2 separate regions of the Mus musculus genome follow, and region 1 is linked to region 2. The links are chromatin contacts, called in public HiChIP or PLAC-seq maps. All regions are on one chromosome and are shown on one strand. Each heading gives the region's core, a stretch centred on a gene start, on an enhancer-like site or on the middle of the called end of the contact. The rest is flanking DNA. Distances are from core to core; before and after follow the strand shown.

Region 1 (5,130 bases), core at 2,309-4,808, 180 kb after region 2:
TATCTATCTATCTATATCTTGTAAAGGTGTCCATAGCATGGCAGGCACAAGGTCAGAAGACAACTTTTGGGAGTAGGTTCTCTGCTTCCGTAGTGTCGCCCAAGTCCAGGGATTGAACTCAGGTCATCATGTTTGCTTGATAAGCACTTTTGCCAGTAAAACATCCTGAGGTCTCCTCATCTACCATTTTTCTTTCTGTCCTTGGAACAAAAAGACAAGAATAGAAAAAGAATGCCAAACTTTATCATCTAATGAGCTCAGTCAGATCTAATCTCAGGTGGGTAAGGTGTCTTCCAGAATTTCATTGATAACCTAATCAATCAACTCAGAAATATGCAGAAGGACCCCGGAGAAATGATTGTGTAGGGCGGGTCTGAGAATCTGTTGACATAAGACTTGCATACAAAGGGCTTGGTGTGTTTGACCTTAGCAAAAACCAAACAAAACAAAGCACAAAACCCTCTGATCAAGAGGACTCCTACCAACACAAGAATCCCCATTCTCATGTCAGCCAGTTTGTCTTGGCGGCAGCAATTTCAATTTGTTTGGGTTGCTTAATGTCATTAAATCTTAAGACTGGGGCCTGGAGAGATGGCTCAGCGGTTAAGAGCACTGACTGCTTTTCCAGAGGTCCTGAGTTCAATTCCTAGCAACCACATGGTGGCTTACAACCATCTATAATGAGATCTGGTGCCCTCTTCTGGTGTGTCTGAAGACGGCTACAGTGTATTCATATATATAAATTAAATAAATAGAATTTAAAAAATTTTAAGACTGTACAGAACTAATATAAGGGTGATGAAAAAGTCATTTACAGCATTCATCCCATCATATTGGCCCTGGCAATAAGTATTCTGTGTAACTTGGTATTAGAATATTTGTAGTACAAACTGTCAAAAGTTCCACAGAAGTTAATGCTGTCTGACACTAAGGTTCTCTTGTGCTTTGTGAGTGGGTGTGGATAGCCATCTAAAAGCTCTGGTAGGGTCAGGATCAGGACTGGTTCCATCTCCATCTGAGTTGGGGCAAGTAACATTGGCATGTTTTGGCTTCTTCATCTGTCAAAAGGGACCATAGTAGTACTTACGTAATGGCCTCCATTGGAGAATGAAATGAGAGGGAGAGTGTAGGGGCTGGGGATATTGCTCAGTTGTTTGTTTGCCTAGCAAAACCCATGAGGTCCTGGGTTCAATCCCCAGCACACATTAACTGAGCATGGCAGCACAGGTCTGGTATCCCACCACTTGGGAGGCCAGGACAGGTCAACCTCAGGTGGAGGTTAGCTTGGGCTACTGAGGCCATTGTAAACAGAGAAGGGAGCTAATGCAGATGTCGCTGGTAAGTCCTGTATGATAAGGAAAGGCAAAGCAAGCAGGCTTGGGGGATGAGGGATGAAAGCCATGTCCAGACTAAAGGAGTAACAAGCTGTTCTGATGGAAAGTTCTAGCACGCGAGAAGACAGCCGTGAGAAATGTTCTGAGCAGAGGGGTAGTATTCCTTGATCTCTATGATCCAACAGCTTCCCAGTTCTTCTGTAGCCTGAGAGAGACGCAGCAGATGAAGTCAGAGATGGCACCGTGGGTGAGGACATCAAAGTTCTCAAAGCCACCTTCAAGGATTTTAGACGTTAGACATCCCAAACAGGGAAATAACACAACACAATCTGCTTTTTTTTTTTTTTTTTTTTTTTTTTTTTGAGACAGGGTTTCTCTGTATAGCCCTGGCTGTCCTGGAACTCACTCTGTAGACCAGACTAGCCTCGAACTCAGAAATCCACCTGCCTCTGCCTCCCGAGTGCTGGGATTAAAGGCGTGTGCCACCACGCCCAGCTACGATCTGCTTTTTTTTAAAAAAATGAAGAAAAGAGTCCATTCAAGTTGAAGTGTGCAGAAGGGGCTGGGGAGAGCAAGTCCAGGGTCTGGGAGCCAGTTCAGAGTCTAAGTGCAGCACCTCCACACGAAAGCAGCCTGGACCAAAGTCAGAAAGAGGCAACAACGCTTTAAAGATGTCATTGGATGGCCAGGCAGAGGGTCCATGTCTTTAATCCCAGAACTTGGAAGGCAAGGACAGGATAAAAATCTCTGAGTTAGAGGCCAGGCCAGTCTGGTCTTTATGGTGAGTTTCAGGCCATCCTGGGCTACATAGTTGAGACCCTATCTCAAAAAAAAAAAAAAAAAAAAAAAAAAATCATTGAGGCAAAGAGGAAAGAGCAGACATTATTCCTACAGGGATGGGTAGTGACAGTGATATCGGTTTGATTTAGAAAACATTAAGGGTGCCAGGCAGTGGTGGCGCACGCCTTTGATCCAAGCACTGGGGAGGCAGAAGCACGCAGATTTCTGAGTTTGAGGCCAGCCTGGTCTACAGAGTTCTTGGACAGCCAAGCCAGGGCTACACAGAGAAACCGTCTCTAAAAACCAAAAAAAAGGAAAAAGAAAAAAAAAGAAAGGAAGGAAGTAAGGAAGGAAGGAAGAGAAAAGAAACCGTTAAGGGAAAAAGGCATTCAGTTAAGCTGGGCAGTGGTGGCACACGCCTTTAATCCCAGCACTGGGGAGGTAGAGGCAGATGATCTCTGGGTTGGAGGTCAGCTTGGTCTGCAGAGTGAGTTCCAGGACAGCCTGGTCTACACAGAGAAATCCTGTCTTGGACTAAAAAAAAAAAAAAAAAAAAACTACATAAGACAAAGGTATCCAATTAAAAAAATGTTTGCTTATTTGTTAAGCTGTTTTCTGACACCATGTGGGGCATTTATCTAGTGCACATTAAATCTCCCAGAAGTGTTAAAAATGCAGATTCTAGGTTTCAGTTGGAGCTGGGACTCCCGGTGGTTCTGATGGGGGCTCCTGATGACATAACAAAAGCAACCCAAACTACCCCATGTCCCCAACCTTTCATTTTCCCACTGTCTGCTCACTTGTTAGGCATACTAGGATACCCTATTGCTTCATCTAAGCGCCGAGAAAGCAAGGGCAAGAACTTACTTTTTTATTTTTATTAAATAGAGCCTTGGTTTGCTAACAGGTGCACTTCGGAGCACCCATAACAGCATCCAGTACGGAAAGGGGCCCTTTAGAAATGTTGGTCTAAGGAACGAGAGAATAAATTACCATATTGCTTTGTACCAAAGTTCCCCGTTTACAGATCTGGTTGGGGCTTTGAAACAGAGAAACAAAGCGCATTTCAGAGAGGGGTCGAGGCGACTACGCAAAGGCGCGCCGAGTAAAATGTGGGGGAGCCGCTTTGGAGCGGAGGTCTCAGTTCCCCGCGCTCGGCTCCGAGCGGAGGGCTCCTTCGGATTAGCAACCATCTTGGGCGGCATGAACCACTTCGCCGCCGCGTCCGCGACTTGCTCAGCCGGTTGCCCTCCTGGTCCGGGCCCCGGCCAGCGCTGCCGAGCCGCACCAGAGGCCGACGAGGCGGCCGGGGGTCTCAGAGAGCGCCGCCGAGAGCCCCCTCCCCGGAGCCGCAGAGCCGTGCTGGCCTCGCCATCATGGCGGTCTCCGGGCGGGGAAGCCGAGCCGTGCGTCGCGTGCGTGCCTCCTCCCTCCCCTCCCCCTCCTCGGCGGCGGCGGCGGCGGCAGAGGCGGCAGCGCTCGCCATTGCCGCTGGTGGCAGGAGGCTGCGAGGAGCCGGCGCGGTCGCAGTCTCCACGGCGCAGGCCCACGGTAGCGCAGCCGCTCTGAGGTGAGTGCCCTACCGCGCAATCTCCAGCTATTTCAGCCCCGGCGCAGCCGCAACACGCCGCCCGCCCGCCGGCCGGCCGGCCCGCCCCGCAGCCGGCACCCTGCCGCCCCCGGCTCGGGGCCTGGGCCCCCGCCGGATTCGGCCTGCCTGGGGCGGGGGGCCCGGGCCCGGGCCCGGCCCAGCCAAACCGCCACCCCGAGGATGCGCAGGCCGCACTAGGCCCCGGGCGTCCTGGCGGGCTCGGTAGGGAGGCGGCTGCCCTCCCGAGAGCCCCAGGGTTCCGGCCTCCCCTACCGCCTCGGGTTCTCCCGGCCGCGGCCTCCTCCGCGCCGTGGAACCCCGGGCCTGGTCTTCCTTCTGCGGGCTCGGGAGCCGGCGGCCCGGGAGAGCGCGCCGGGCCCGGGAGCGGGAGGTGGGTGGGCTGCGCGGGACCGGAGCGGCGGCTCGGCGCTCGCCCCCTCGGCTCTTCCCGGCTCTGGCCCGCCGGTGGCTCGGTGCGGCCGGGCGGGGCGCGGGAGTGGCTGTCTCTGGCGGGAGAGGAGGCTGGTGGTTCGGCCGGGCGACCTCCGAAGCTTCCCTCCCGCCGGGGTGGCGTGGGATGGTTACCCAGGTGGACTGGGGGGCGCTGAATATGGCGCGCTGCCCACCTTCTTGCAAGTTGTGAGGAGGCGCCTAGGCGGCAGTTCGAGGAGGAGGAGGAGGGCGCAAAGTCCTTTTGTACGCAGAAATAAGGAGCGACATTGTGTTTTTCCTCTCCGGCGGAGATACCCACCGAGGGGCCTGGGTTCTTCCTGGGACTGGCGTGGTGGTCTCCGGGGGACAGGAGGGGGAGGTGGCGCACCCCTTAAGAAGGAACGGAGCCTTTGCCTCGGATAAAACAGGGGGTCTGGGGTGGTCTTGTGCTTGATTCTCTCCCACATCTCCCAGGCTTTCGTGGATTCGTGGGTTTGCCATTGCATGTTCTGTAGTGATGTCCACTGTTTCTCACCTGTTGTGTCGTTGCTGCTGGCCCCAAACTTTGTTCGGTGCATCTGACTACCCACCAGAACTTGAAAATGTTAAACATACATTAATGTTGTTAGAGCTTCAAAGGCTATCTGCTCTGACCAGTTGGAGGAGCTGTTAGCAGGTCATCCCCATCTTCCCTGCCATTAAAGTATCTTGTACTGATGATGGCTTATGTTAGAGTTGGTATCGGTTGGGCCGATTTTTTTTTTTTTTTAAGTAGGCAAAGCAAAACTTCCATTTTAGTGTTTAAATCTCCATTTATTGGAGAAAGTTGGTGGGAGTGAACCTGTCAGTTGGGACAGTGCTCTGTAGGAGAATGGGGACAGCTTTTGTCCTTGGAGGAGTGGTCCTTTTTGGTCCTTTTTCCAATCTTCGGCAGATCCTTTTAAATGCCTTTTCCTTTAGTCATAAACAGTAAGTTAATGGATTGTTCCTCAC
Region 2 (4,867 bases), core at 691-3,190:
AAATATTAAAAAAAAAGAAAGTAAAATATTAGTTTTCTCAGCTTTAAAATAAGGAAATGATGTAACCATTTTATTTTTTCATTTGGAAACAAAAGGCCAACCACAGAAATTGAAGCTAAGGTGTTGAGATACTTACTCATCTTTAATCCCAGCACTTGGGAGACAGAGGCAGGAAAGTCTCTCTTACTTTAAGACCAGCCTGGTGTACATAGCTAGTTCCAGGACAGCCAGGGCTGCATGCGGAGCTCCTGTCTGAAAAACAAACAAAGCAGAACTAAACAAGGAACAGTTAAAATTGGGGTGCTTCTCTTAAAGGAGCATTGCTTTGTTTTGTTTCGGTTTGCTTTCCTCCCACTCCTGACTCCTCCTTCAGAGCTGAGAAGGTTTAGGAAGGGGGACTATTCTGGGTTAGAGGAGGGGCTCCAGTCTCAGCCTCTCTAGTCACTACAGCAAACCCAAGACCTGGGACTAAAGGTGTTCTTGCTGATCAGTGTTTACTACTAAAGGCACAAAAGCCATCATGGTTCTGGAGAAAAGATTTGAAACTTTGAATTATTCTGAGCTTAAACTCTTTTTTTCAAATTCAATTTCTACATAAATTTGGATCAGGATTGGGGAGGCTGTTGTCATTTTTCTCTCATGGTTCCTAAGCCTGTGATTCCTAAACTCTATCATAGTCCAGAAAACTATTTCTAGCTCTGTTGCCAAAAGTACTTTGAGCTCTCTTACCCTAGGAGAGGAACCAAAAAGTTTTTGTACAGATTAGTTCTTTATAAGAACAAAAGTCCTTTGGGGATTTACTAATTCCTTCGCCTCCCTTTGTGCACACAATCATTCCTGTGCCCTCATGTTAGGACTTTGCTCTAAGGCAATTTTCCAGAGCCAGGAGAGATCTTCAAGCCCCTGCTGACCCCACAGTATGCAGCACTGTGCCTGATTAACTGGGCAAGGTCGGACTTGCCTTTTACAGTCTGCCCTCCAACCCCTACTCAGCCCCTCTGCTAAGAAATCCCAGAAATGCTTTAATGCTCTAGATGTAAGTAGATCAGGGCACTTGGCCCTCAGGAACTCTGAGCTTTTGCAATTTTCTCCCCCTAGAACTAATGGCAGTGCTAACTGCACTGAGAGATGTATGCTATAGGCCATGTTTTATGTCCTCTATTCTCCCCAAACTGCCAGGATTAGAAAGAACTACCCTCTTGTACAAAGATCAAGAAAGAAATAGCTTCAGATTATCTAGTAAATGATTAGCAAATATGAAGACGAAAAAGATCTCGACTAAGGCTGTGAATTCAGTGTCAGTAACTGTCTGTTGGCCACAATCAAGTGTGGCCCTTTCACCCTCCACTGCAGTGGTTCTCAACCTGTGGGTCGAGACCCATTTGGGGGTCAAACAACTCTTACAAGAGCTCACCTGAGAACCATCAGAAAGATCAGATTCATAATAGTTTCAAAATGACAATTGTGAAGTAGTGAAAGACCCACAACGTGAGGACTCCCCCACGTTCTGACTCAGGAGAGGCGACACCCCAAAACCACCAACGAGAAACAGACTTGCTGCAAATTGCAAGAGGATTTTTATTCAAGAGCGCTCTCGGGCCCACGGTCATACACCACGCAGGGATAGAGGACCGTGGCGCCCTGAGTAGCTGAGTAAAGGGGTATTTAAAGGAAAAAACCACAACTCAAGGAGGTGGGAAGGGTGTTGTTGGAAAATACCAAAAATACCAGTTAAGAGTCACAAGGAAGTACAAAGTCACAGGTGTCACAAGGAATACCTGGTAATTGTTAACTCTCAAGACAGTTTCTAAGAGCCCCTAACAATAGCACATTTGCATTGCAGGTTCCAGTAACGGTCAGGGTGCCATTCTTTGAATTGAACCCAGGAAGGGGGTGGGTGGAGGAATGTCGCTATCTGTTTTATGATTAGCATACCTTGGAGCACTGAGTTTACTACTCTTTCAGTAGCAATGAAAATAATGTTATGGTTGGGGTTCTCACAGCATGAGGCACTGTATTAAAGGGCTGCAGCATTAGGAAGGGTGAAAGCCACTGCTCTAGTATATATTGCTAGTTGATTACTCAGCAAAGCATTGAATGTACCAAAAGCTAGTATTTTGCTGCTTTGGGAATCTGAAACACCAAGGACCCCTTCTTAAGGAGGCCAGTAAGGAGGATAGCACATTGAATAGTTCGTTGTCAGGGTCTAATTGGGTCTGCAAGAATAGTTCTGTCTCAGCAGAGCCAGTCCGAAGAAGCACAGCTCTGTTATGTCAGACAAACTCCTTTTGTGTAGTTCTTAATTACTTTCCCATGAGTTTCTTGTTTTTTAGGTTTTATCTGTTCAGTTAGTGTACTACAAAGCAAATTACTTCAGGCATTTAAGCAACAGGTGGGGGAAGGGGAGGGGAAGCGGGGGTGGGGGGTGGGTGGAGAGGGTAAATAACTGGCTTGCTTAGGAACTTTAACTGTGGCTTTCCTGGGTTCAGCTTTCCTCTCTGCACATTCAAGCATTATATCTCTCTGTGTTCAAAAGGAAAAGTTAGTCCTAGATTCCTAATGAATGCTACAGAGAGAGAAAGCCTTTTGCAGGTCTCTGGCTTGTCCTTTCTGGACTGTGGGGAGTACCTTGCATAAGCAGCTCCATGTTTCATTAAGGAGCTTCCTAGAGGTGTTAATTCGGATGATGCTAATGACTAGTGAAGCCCCACTGGTTTTCCATTGTGGAAGAAGCCAGTCTTTTTCTGATTGATTTTTTCATTTGTGTTCCAGCTGCCTCATATACAGATAGCTCTGACGATGAGACATCCCCCAGGGACAAGCAGCAAAAGAACTCTAAGGGAAGTAGCGACTTCTGTGTCAAGAACATCAAACAAGCGGAGTTTGGACGCAGAGAAATTGAAATTGCTGAGCAAGGTAAAGAAATAATGCCTTTTTGCCTGCCTGTGTCATTTTGTCATGTTAATACTCCTGGGTCATCTGGCTTGTCAAATTTCAGTGCAATACTAAATCACATTTTTGTTTATTAAATTGTCTGAGATTGGTGTTGTTCTGGAACCTAGGCTGACCTTGCACTCGAGATAATTCTCTTGTCTCAGCCTCCCAAATTCTGGGATTATAGGTGTGAGTTTGCATGTCCATCCCTGAGCTTGGGAAACACTTTGGGGAGGGAGTGAAGTCCAGTGGTTCTGGAGGAAACCCCTGGCTAAGAATTGGCACATAGAAGATAAGACTGGGGAGCATTTGTCTCTGAAGGCCTCTCAGAGAACATTCGGGAACACCATCTAACAGAAGCTGACCAAGAGAACTTGAATGAATATTTTTTATGTTTTTTCTTTCATCTTTTATTCCCTCTGTTTAATATTCTATGTTTGTATTGGACTTTTTCAGAGATGCCTGCCTTGATGGCTTTAAGGAAGAGAGCCCAAGGAGAAAAGCCTTTGGCTGGAGCCAAAATTGTGGGTTGTACGCACATCACTGCTCAGACAGCCGTGAGTGCTTTTCTTAATAACAGTAATAATCGCACCAGTTATTGAATGCCAGCAACTGCCAGCACCAAGCTAACAACATTATTTCATTAATCCACAAAATGCTATGTAGGCAGGTATTCCTTTTTCCATTTTGTAAACAAGGAAACCGAGGCCCGAATGCTCGAGTAATCTGTCAGAGTTGTACAGCCAGGAGGGCACAGGCTAAGCTTGATCATGAGTGTATAGGTGAACCCATGAATGCTTTCTCCTGTCTCCTACTTCTCCATCAGCCTGCCCAGAGTCCTCTCTCTGAGACTGTATACATGAGAGCATTCAGCAGCAAGTGAGAGAAAACTGATTCGACCTGACCTCAGCCTATAGGAACTTACTACATTGTGTTTCCAGAAGTCCGTGTGTGGAAGGCAGGCTGTGGCTGGGGTGGAGGAGTCTGTTTTACTGCTTGATGATTTTTTTCAGAACTGTCTCCACATTTTATCACTCCATACAAACTGACTAAGTGCTTACAGCTACATAGTCACCAAGGACACTATGGAAGGACTGCTTCTTCTGCTCTCCTAAGAGCCAGAAACCTTCGCTGAGGTCCTGCAGGACAGTCCAGCATGCCATGAGCAGGACTGGTTACATGCCCCTGCTGGACTAGTTCTAAGAAGGGACTAAACTCCCCATGACTGCCTTAGACCAGAGATTGCTCCACTCAGTGGAGTTAGCTCCTATTTATAAGCAAGGTACTTTCAATGCCCCTGAATTATTCTGAGGTAGAACTTAGATACACCATAATCTATATGTTATATGAAATTTAAAATTTTTAATATAAAATCAAAACTATAATAGGGAGAAATAAAAAGTAATTTATAATAAAAATATATTTCAATATATAAACGCTTAAGCAACACTATAATAGTCTGATATCTGTACTAACTAATATAGATGGAAATGTAGGGGATTGTCTTATGTGAATGAGTGTTTTGCTTGTGAGTATGTAGGTGTTCATGTGCTATAGAGCCTGCAGAGGCCAGAAGAGAGCACTGGACACTCTAGAAATGGCATTATAGACTGTGGTGCTGAGAACCAAACTCTGCTCTCAACTGTTGAGCCATCTCTCCAGATCCTGTTTTTTGCTCGTTTCTTTTTGTTTGTTTGTTTGTTTTTGTTTTTTGAGATAGGGTTTCTCTGTGCAGCCCTGGCTGTCCTGGAACTCACTCTGTAGACCAGGCTGGCCTCGAACTCAGAAATCCGCCTACTTCTGCCTCCCAAGTGCTGGGATTAAAGGCATGTGCCACCACGCCCGGCTTGCTCATTTTCTTGTGTGTGACGGTATCTCATGTAGCCTCTACTGGTTTCTAACTTGCTATTTTAGCTAAAGCTAGCTTGAATGT

What was found. HiChIP or PLAC-seq counts read pairs in DNA pulled down with a chosen protein or histone mark.
Region 1: a contact with region 2 is called in an H3K4me3 HiChIP or PLAC-seq map of the SCID.adh cell line, with 9 read pairs. The contact joins the promoter of Nrf1 here to the enhancer-like site in region 2. A contact is called at or near these places in 4 of 39 promoter capture datasets (cranial neural crest, embryonic stem cells, liver and 1 more), 5 of 115 datasets of contacts at active chromatin or transcription factors (the SCID.adh cell line, embryonic basal ganglia, embryonic limb bud and 1 more) and 2 of 9 other capture datasets (adipose tissue and macrophages).

The regions. Positions count from the first base shown.
Region 1 is chr6:30,044,430-30,049,559 of GRCm38.p6, forward strand. It overlaps Nrf1 (nuclear respiratory factor 1), which reads left to right and starts at 3,559. Exons shown (of 12, transcript NM_001164226.1): 1 at 3,559-3,684.
Region 2 is chr6:29,867,796-29,872,662 of GRCm38.p6, forward strand. It overlaps Ahcyl2 (S-adenosylhomocysteine hydrolase-like 2), which reads left to right. Exons shown (of 17, transcript NM_001171000.2): 3 at 2,773-2,916; 4 at 3,391-3,491. Among named protein-coding and RNA genes, the nearest start is that of Strip2, 47 kb to the right of the region's middle. Within about 2 kb of position 1,941, at least 15 of the 459 cell types and tissues checked have an H3K27ac peak or open chromatin away from gene starts, as enhancers often do. A contact at or near this core is called in the SCID.adh cell line and liver, where this site is marked.